2 separate regions of the Mus musculus genome follow, and region 1 is linked to region 2. A link is a contact called in public promoter capture Hi-C data. All regions are on one chromosome and are shown on one strand. Each heading gives the region's core, a stretch centred on a gene start, on an enhancer-like site or on the middle of the called end of the contact. The rest is flanking DNA. Distances are from core to core; before and after follow the strand shown. Region 1 overlaps Gm14066 (a long non-coding RNA gene). Region 2 has its middle 160 kb from the start of Gm14062.

Evidence for each region. Promoter capture Hi-C pulls out the DNA fragments that hold promoters and counts their contacts.
Region 1: a contact with region 2 is called in a promoter capture Hi-C map of hippocampal neurons, with 5 times the contacts expected there. The contact joins two enhancer-like sites. A contact is called at or near these places in 1 of 39 promoter capture datasets (hippocampal neurons), 11 of 484 Hi-C or Micro-C datasets (adipose-derived mesenchymal stem cells, cerebellar granule neurons, cerebellum and 4 more) and 1 of 115 datasets of contacts at active chromatin or transcription factors (astrocytes).

The regions. Positions count from the first base shown.
Region 1 is chr2:139,282,812-139,287,397 of GRCm38.p6, reverse strand. The region is part of intron 3 of Gm14066 (a long non-coding RNA gene); the gene reads left to right. Among named protein-coding and RNA genes, the nearest start is that of Gm14066, 22 kb to the left of the region's middle. Within about 2 kb of position 2,632, at least 4 of the 459 cell types and tissues checked have an H3K27ac peak or open chromatin away from gene starts, as enhancers often do. A contact at or near this core is called in cerebellar granule neurons, cerebellum and hippocampal neurons, where this site is marked.
Region 2 is chr2:138,031,512-138,036,473 of GRCm38.p6, reverse strand. No RefSeq gene overlaps it. Among named protein-coding and RNA genes, the nearest start is that of Gm14062, 160 kb to the right of the region's middle. Within about 2 kb of position 2,548, at least 24 of the 459 cell types and tissues checked have an H3K27ac peak or open chromatin away from gene starts, as enhancers often do. A contact at or near this core is called in cerebellar granule neurons, cerebellum and hippocampal neurons, where this site is marked.

The DNA of each region.
Region 1 (4,586 bases), core at 1,383-3,882, 1.3 Mb before region 2:
TTTGGATACCATAAAACTGAATTTATTGGTGGTTTTGAGCAAGTATGTGGGTATTGGGTATCAAATGAGGTTTCTCTGGAAGAACAGGTATTTTTAACCATGGAGCCATCTCTGCAGCACCAATTCTTAAAGTATAAAAGAGAATAGGTTTGTATGAATAGGAGGAGGCACTTAATTATGTTTAGTGCTAACACACATAAAACATGATGTGAAAAGAAATTTGATTGCAAAATATGGAAAAATCCAGTTTCTTACTTAAGGAATATATTTTTGTCGCTACTCCTGAACACTGATGAGTTCCTTCCTCAATTATAATAGTTAGTTGAGGGGCACAATAAGTGCCAAATCACTTTCCAGTTTTGCTAAATAAGCTATGATAAAAATGAAACACAAAACATTAAGAAAATGAAGTAAACAATAGAAAAAATGGGAATTTAAAAAACGCATTTGAAATGTTCACACACACACACTCAGAGAGAGAGAGAGAGAGAGAGAGAGAGAGAGAGAGAGAGAGAGAGAGAGAGAGATGTTTTTCTGTTGATAAAATGCCATGATCAAGGCTACTTTAAGGAAGAAAGTGTTTATTTGGGCTTAAGGTTCACAGTGGTACTATGCTACCCGGAACAGAATGCTGAGAGCTCACATCTTGAACTGCAAAACCAAGTGGAGAAAGCATCTGTAAATGCCTGAGTCTTTAAACTCTCACAGCCCACCTCCAGTGATATCCTCCTCCAACCTCCTAAATCTTTCCAAACAGCGCCCACAGCTGGAGACCAAGAGATCAACTACATGAGCTTATGGGGGCATTCTATTTCAAACTAAGACAATTGTCATTATTCCAAGCAGATATTTGCTTTGTAAAATCACTCATAGCAGAGAATTAGCAAATATTGAACCATGGCTCCTTAGAGGAAGATAGAGATAGGTTCTTGTATGCTCCTCTGCAACATTTGACCATTGTGCTGTTTGTGTTAATTGAGTTCTTTTAGCAGTGTGCTTATGAGATGAGCTAGTTTCATCATAGATGAAAACCTGCTCTTTCCTATAAACCTTTACTATATAGCATTTGTCAAAATCATAAAAAACTTCTTTTGCAATGTCTTGAAACTTCAGAAACTGCAAATTTATTTTTTTTCATGCCACAATCTTTTTTGAAACATGCAAATCAGATGGAACTAGGTGAGAATGATTTGGCGTTTTGTTTGTTTGTTTGTTTGTTTTTTTCTGGTTCTGGATAAGAGGACAATAAACTTCCCTGGCTTTCAATTTTAGAACAATTATCTAGTTAGTGGCCATATTAGACATGAACAAATGTACCCTCCTTACTATCTTCCCATAGCTTTTTATTTTTTCACATTCTATGGTTATTTCTCACCAACTTCACAGAGGAAGGAGAGAGTTCTATCTCTTCTTGGATGTGCCAGGTTGTTGAGTTATGACTGTTAAACTCACAGCATTGTGACCTGTGAATGACTGAAGCTCATCCGAACCATACATTTTTCTCATGAGACACGGTTAATGTTCCTGGACTTGAAAACACTAAATAGTGTTTGGCACTATGCAGAAGGCCACTCTAAAGCAAAAGAACAAGCAAAAGTGCAATAATGAAAAAAAAAGTGGCTTGGAGCAAATGGAGAGGAAGAAACCCCGTTATAGTGTGGTGTATCAGACAAGAAGACAGAGTACTCCCTTGTTTTATTTCAGCCTGAAATCTGCACTTTATAAAATTCCAGAGTTTCATTACTGCTTCTATCCCTGTGAATGACTGTGAAGGTTCTATGAGCTTGGGATCATTGATTGCTTTCAGTGAGTACATAGAGTTTTGAATGCAGAAACTATGAAAAATGAGGCTCTAGTGTATATTTGTGCTACTTGGTTCTCAGTATATCAGATCTGGGTCATTCAAATAGAATTTGTTTTGAGTATTCTTCATACACCCAAAGGAAAAATTCTTTGGAAAAGTAATTACAGAAGATATCTTTCTACCTAGCTCTCCCTGTGTTGGTATGCTTCATTCCTTACAATATCTTATAACATATATTTGTTTTACTTTTTGAGATTACAATAAAAATCACATCATTCCCTTTCACTCCCCACCCCCAAAACTATCCCATATCGTTCTTGCATGTTTTCAAATTTATAGCCTTATTCTTCATTGTTGGTAGATATGCTTTTGTTCTAATCCTCAAATGCTACATTTTAAATAAAAGATTGGGGATATGAAGTCTTGGTTTTAAATTTTACTCCTAATATATATAATATTTGTATATATTATATATATTAGCTATGACATCTTTGTCAAGCTGCCAAACTTCAGGGGAATTTTATTTTCTTAGCTAAATATATCACAATACTTTCCTTCTAGCAACACTTCATGAATAAAAGTATTTACCTGTCACGTATTAGGTGGTAATTGATTTTGTCTATCTAGATTGGTAGGTAAAGTTTTGTTAGGATTCATATAAAATAGGGGATTAAACGTGTGGGTCTGGGAGTCATTTACCTGCTCCTACATTTTTTTTTCAGTGTGAAATTGTAAATACAGTACTGTGGTGAAGCTTCTTTGAGCATGAGTCCCTGGGTAGCCACCACATGGACCAGAATCCTAACTGACACATTCTGTGACATGGGAGTGAAATAAAACCATATTGTACTCTGACAACCTCAAAGCCTAACTGTGTGGTGGCAGTAGTGTATCACAGAACAGATTCAGGAATTAAATAACTTTCTTTGTATAGTCAAGATAACACTGATAAATACTCAGAGCCCATATGCCTGTAGCCTTCCCTGGGAGCAAACAACCACGATGGTTATAAAATTATGAAAATGAAGGGTGGACTTTTAAGAGCTTAGTAAAGAATATGATGTGTTCAGTCCATCATCAATGGGAGGGGTGAGGTGTGTGCCAAACAGATGGTACTGTAAGAAGCGAACGGCTCAGCTCGAGGAGGAATTTAAGTTGTAGTAAAATCCAACACAGGGATAAGAGGATATGGAAATGATAGTCTGCTAAAAAATGTTCCAGGTACAGCACAGTGAGTGTGAACTTTAACATATGTTTAAGGGAGAAGGCACTGGTTAAACCTGGAGCAGTGTGAAAGCATTCTATACAAGGAAGCCATTGAAGACTTTGGAGTAAGAGGATAAGTGTGGCAAAAGCCGGCTGTGGAAAGACTTCAGTCCCCCAGATTGATATGTGAGTTGATGCTGTATGCAGAGAGCACAATAAAAGACCCTCTTTTCATATTGATTAAATGCAGAGCTAAAGCTTCTAGTCCTAGCAGGGAAAGAGCGGCCCTTTCAGAAGTATAAAAGGAAGAATGATTATACATGACCAGTTTTATCTGTCTACAAAGGCACCACAATGCTTTGTAACAATAATGACAACAAACTAGTAATGGTCCAGTAGTTTAGAGCCTATGTACTGTTTTTCCACTCATGGTAATTCTGTATTTGGTGTGAAGCATATTTAGGTTGGAATTGGCCTGAGTCCAATTCATGTCTATTCCACTTGTCTGGTTCTACAGGAGCTGTAAGCATCTGGGATGTTTTCTTGCCACATTAACACATGTGCAAGGAGATAAAACCAACTGCATAAAACAAGTACAGTTAAAACCTCTGAGCAAATTACAATGATTCACATTCCATGATGCAAAACAATTCACACAGACAAACCCAAAGCTAAAGGGTAACACATTACATCTTTCCACCATAAACTCACATGAGGCAAAGTATTAGAATCAGTTTTTCAATCTGTCATACCACTTTTGGCAAAAGGGAGATTTACATTCATTCTCGGATTTTGAACTAGATAGGAACACTATCCGCTCTGTTTAATTAGATCCTGGAGCAATGTATTCTTAAGCCTCAAGTCCCAGACGGTGGATCTCTTTTAGTGGGGCTACTTCTGTGATCTAACACCTCAACAAAAGCATTTGATGAAGTGAAAGTGTATTTGGTTTGTAGGGATCATTATAGAGTGTAGGGCACAGTGAGCTCACATCACGGTGGAGAGAAAGCTGGAACAGGCAAGTGGCAGCACTCAGGAGACTACCTCATGCCCGAACTCCTGTCACTATATTCTGTCCAGGTCCCAGAAAAATGGATTAGTTCTTCTGTAGTCAAGTGTGTCTTCTTCCCCTCAGTTAATCGTCTTTTGAAACACTCTCACAGCATTCACAGGAGTGCCCACCAATCTCCTAGGGGATTCCAGATTGGTCAAGTTTGCAATGATATATAACCTTAATACGATTCGTTTATTTCCCCTATATTATAAGAGGATACATGGACTTCAGGGATTAGTTTTGGATTGAAAATGTAGTCATTCTACTTTAGACACTTGTCCATGAAGACCGTCCTTGTCCCGGAATCTCTAGATTTCTCTAAGATATTGGTGAATTACCTTACCATCCGTGAGTCTCATTTTCTTGACCTGTGAATTGGATGTATTAGTCCTAGCATCTGCATACTCAACGATGTAAGACAGAGCATCTAGAACATTGCTGGGTTGTGAGGTAGCTGCCTTTTTGCTAACTCATTTAATTCACACAGTGTCGCTATCAGGCAGGCATTTTTCTAATCTCCAG
Region 2 (4,962 bases), core at 1,299-3,798:
CGGCAGGAGTTAGTGCCATGCTGGCAAGCCTGTCTAACTGTACCAAGGTAAAATTAGCATTGATTCCATATTTAATCTGCACATATTCTACCGGAGCGTGGACACGCCCACCCTCGGCTCCTTCAAAGACTGGAAATGCCTGTTGTATTTTCCTTTGTTCCTCTCGGGGAATGAATGAGTCTGCGCACTGCCTCTCTGCGCATTGCTGACGCACCACGGGCTGACGCACTACGCAGGGCGGGGACTCCGCATAGGGCGGGAGTGCACCTGGTAGCCGATTGCCCTGAGGCCAATTAGCAAACTGGCCTTCGCCAGCCGCTTCTGGCTTTCTTCTTGACCAATTAGCTGGCTGGTAATGGGCTGCTTCTTCCTCCCAGTCTGTTTCCTCAGAGGAGGATTCTTCACTTGCTTCAGAGCTACTAAGAGCTGGCTTCCTGAGCTCATCTAGTGACGAGTATCTCCTAGAGACCTCCGCTAATCGATCTTTTTTCTTCTCCCTTTTTCCTCTTTTTCTTCTAATCTCTCTCCAGGTATTCCTACCTAACCTTAACTTTTCCTCGGGTTCAAGACCCTTGGAAAGGCCTGTATACTTACCGTTTCTCCTTGCTCCTACTCTCTCTCCCCGCTTTACTTCTGATAGACTGCCCTGAATTTCATCCAGAATTTTCAGCCCTGCCTTAACCACTATATAACATGTGAAAAGGAACAAAAGGGCTCCTAACACCAGAAAAAATTCAAGGCCAAACATACTCACTGGTACTCTCGTTCCCCAGCTGAAAAGTTCTGAATTCATACAGTTGAATCCTTCTTAACAGTCTGCTTTACGGGAACCTTTATCACCGTCGTTCCCCAGCTGATGAGTTCTGAATTCGGCAGTTGAATCCTTCTCAACAGTCTGTGTTACGGGAACCTTATAACCTTGATTCGCAGTTCTGGTTCTGGAATGAAGTATCCCTCCTGCGCCAGTCCGGAGTTTTTTCTCGTCCCGGATTTTCTCGTCCCGGAATTCGGCACCAATTGTTATTCGACGCGTTCTCACGACCGGCCAGGAAGAACACCACAGACCAGAATCTTCTGCGGCAAAGCTTTATTCTTACATCTTCAGGAAAAGAGAGCAAGAAGCAAGAGAGAGGGAAAAGCAAGAGAGCGAAAAAGCAAGAGAGAGAGAAAACGAAAACCCCGTCCCTCTTAAGGAGCATTCTCCTTCGCCTCGGACGTGTCACTCCTTGATTGGCTGCAGCCCATCGGCCGAGTTGACGTCACGGGGAAGGCAGAGCACAAGTAGTCATAAGATACCCTTGGCACATGCGCAGATTATTTGTTTACCACTTAGAACACAGGATGTCAGCGCCATCTTGTAACGGCGAATGTGGGGGCGGCTCCCAACAGAAGAAGCCAAGCATGAGTGTGATTTTGAGTGAAACCTCAACCTCAGCTTGATCCGACAAGGTCTCTGTAGCATAACTTTCATGTCAGTTTGTGCGTCCCAAAGGCAAAGGGGACAGGCATTTGACGTTCTGCAATAATAGGGTATCACGTATGAGCTCCTGTGGGACCAGACTTTGGGCATCTGTAATGCCTATGGGTGAAGGAAGCAGCTTTTAGTAGCAAAAGATGCAGAACCTGGGAAATGGAAAAACAATGTCCAAAAGAAAGATATATGGACATCTTGATTGACCACTAGTTCATGCCCATGCTGTGGAAACCCCTTCAAGGGGCTATAATGAACTTATTCATGGATGTCTTCTCTAGCCCACTGTTGTTGGTAGGTCACCTATTACTGTACTCTCTTGTAGAAGTGACTCTTCTAGAATCTGTCACTTCTGGTGCATAACACTAATTGAAAGGCTAGCATTTCAGAGAAATATGTCAGAGATAATATTTAAAAGATGCCATTCTGTCAGGCTTGTCGCTGGAGTGTGACATGACTACAGGAGCCCTGTTAGAAGTAATGAGCCAAGAGGAGCTCAAGTCGCTTGGTTCATTCAGCAGAGCGAGGCTCAAGGATTGAGCTAATATTATTACTGACCATAAATGTTGTTAGGGGGATGGAGAGGATGTTAACGCCACTAAGCATTACAATCAAATCTCAATAATGACCAGCGAAGCAGCCTAATAAATTGTAGATTATGTGTGCCATGCATATTCATTCTGTCAGAAACCTCAACTTCCTGGCTGATAGAATTTCAAGGGCTTATGCTACAAGCACTGGGCTTAAAGCCACATGTAGGAAAAGAAAAAAGATGATGAAGGAAAATAATGCTGAGAATTCTGACAGAATTATCTAAGTCTAGTGCCTTAGCTACTTCGTGTCCCCTGACGCCCCCCCACCCCCGCCAATTTTCCACTAATGTATATAAGAAAATGATGTAAAGGTGCAGAATTACTGCGGAGTAAGAAACCACAGCTTTGAACGTGAGTGTTGTGAATGCAGAACATCCTCCCGAATCCGTCCTGAGAGGATGGTTTCTGGTTTAGACTGGCTTCCTCTGTTGCTCGTCATGCACCATGGAACAGCAGGTCTCCCAGTCTCGTTTCTCTGGCTGCCAAGCTTGCCAAGCACATTTTGGAAAAATGAGAAGTTCCTGTCACTAAGAAAGAGGATGCCATGTGTGTGCATTTGTTAAAAATAAATCTGCTTTCACCAAATCTCATCCAGGAAAATCTAAGGAAAACCCTTCAGAAGAAATACTCTCAGAGTATCAATGATTTCCATGTTCTGAGCATCTCCCAGAAGCCATAGTTTCTTTTGAATTGACCTCTGATTTCTGAGGATTTTTAGATCTCTTTAGAGAAGTCCATTTTAGAGGGTATTTCTCCTTTCCTCAGGGTTTAAGACACCAGGCGACAAACAGCATCTTCCAGACGCAATTTCTTCCTCACTGGCCTCCCTTTGCCCAAGAAGATGCTGCCCCCTGGCGGCAGACAGGGGAACATGTACACACGTCTACATTTCCAACCCATCTTATTCTCAGATGAAAACAAGCAAACAGCCCTTGAGGCTTTTCTTTGCTAATATTAATTTTTTGCATAATAATATGACGCCCACTCACCTGTTTCAACTCACAATTTTTATCCCCAGGAAAATACAGAGGAAATGATTTACAGTAGTCACTGTATGTGGGCAGCATCCCTTCCAATGTTCCTACTACCAGGAACAAGGCCCCAAGGTTCAAGCTTCACCATGATGGTTGACTCTTTAAACATAGCTTTATTTCCTTCCAGTATCAAGGTCTGGACTTAGAAGAGAGGAGGTCGTCACCTTCGTGCCCTCACAGCAGTCTCCCACAGAAGCTAGCACAACCTAAAAGGACCCTTGTCTCTGTGAGCAAACTCAAAACTCAAGTGGGTGGCAGAACGGGGATATTACTCTGTCAAGGATGAGTCCTCACCTTCCTAGCCTTATGTGTGAGCCCCTCAAATCCTAGGAATCTATTAACTGCCTGGATTCCTGTTGACGAGGCTGAAGCGTCTGTCACAGTGCTCAGCCTCTCATTCTTCCCTAGGTCTCACAGGGGCTCCCGTGGCAGCTCATTAGGCAGCTACTGGTCTATTGGTGGGGATAAGGATCCCAGCCGGCACCCCCGAATGTTCTGGAGTTAATTCGATTATAAAAACAAACAAACAAACAAACAAACAAACAAAAACCCAAAGCAAACCAAAAGAAACAAAAGGAAGGAAAGGAAAGGAGACTCAGGCAAACCTGATTCAGGACTTCATTATTTCCATTAAAAATACAGGTTAGAAGCAAAGATTATTATTTGAGTAACTCACATTCTGGTGTTTCAAAGTTTTCTGAGAACCTCACTAGAACTAAAGAGTGGAACATTTTTGTGACAGTTTATTATTTTTCTGCTGGCTCTCCTCCCCTTGCCCTTCCTCATTGCTTTGGCCCCCTCTTTCACAGATATTGAAGACACATGTATGCCTGGTAGCCATGGGGGCCAAAAGAGGTTGTCCAAGGTCCTGGAACTAAGTCTGTGTCAGGAATATAACTGGGGTCCTCTGTAAGATAAGGAGTGCTCTAAAGTGCTGAGCTGTCTTCTGTGGTATTTAAAAATCGACATAATAATTGCATCATTTCCTGGTTCCCCTTTCTTCCTATAAACATTCTCATATAAATTAACGCTTATTTTCATTAGTTATTGCTTCATGCATATATATGTATACAAATAGATTTCTTAATAAATGCAACCTGCTACTTTTTTTTTTTTACAATGTTCCTTGTCTGTTTGTTTTCATGGAGTTTCTTATGACATGGTGTCTCCTAGAAATATCAGAAGCAACAACCATAAAGTCTTCCCAACATGCCTACCCAAAAATGAACTGACGAAGTTCTACAATAATAGACACGCTTAATAGACAGGGGAATGCCCAGGAGGCCTCAACCCTGCACAAAACTGTGGGCAGCAAAGAAATGCTGAAACAGGATAAATTGTCTCTCCAGGGAAGAGCACACCAATTTGTTATCCAATATGTAATGTTATGTTTAAGATTTGCTTCAGAAAACAATGTGTTTACTGAAAATAAGACAAGAGATCATAGAACAGAAGCCTGGAGAGGAAACACAGCCATTTGTGCAGATGCCAACCAGGACTGCACCTGAAGTCTGCCTCAGAGCGGGGGCGTGCAAATGGCTCCGTGTGAAAAAGCACAGTTTTAAAATCAGATAATTGAAGTTTAAATCTAAAACTCAAATTTTCTATGTGAAAGACTTTCCCCATATTAGCTAAAGACATAAAGAATATCATAATCCTGCCGAACACCCAAAAGACCCAAATCGCTAAAGTGTGGGATCTCTAAAATAAAATTCACCAGAGACCCAAATCCCAGGAATGCAATTCTTTTTTGTTGTTGTTCTTGTTGTTTTGTTTTTCCCAGACAGGGTATCTCTGTATAGTCCTGGCTGTCCTGGAACTCACTTTGTAGACCAGGCTGGCCTCGAACTCAGAAATCCGCCTG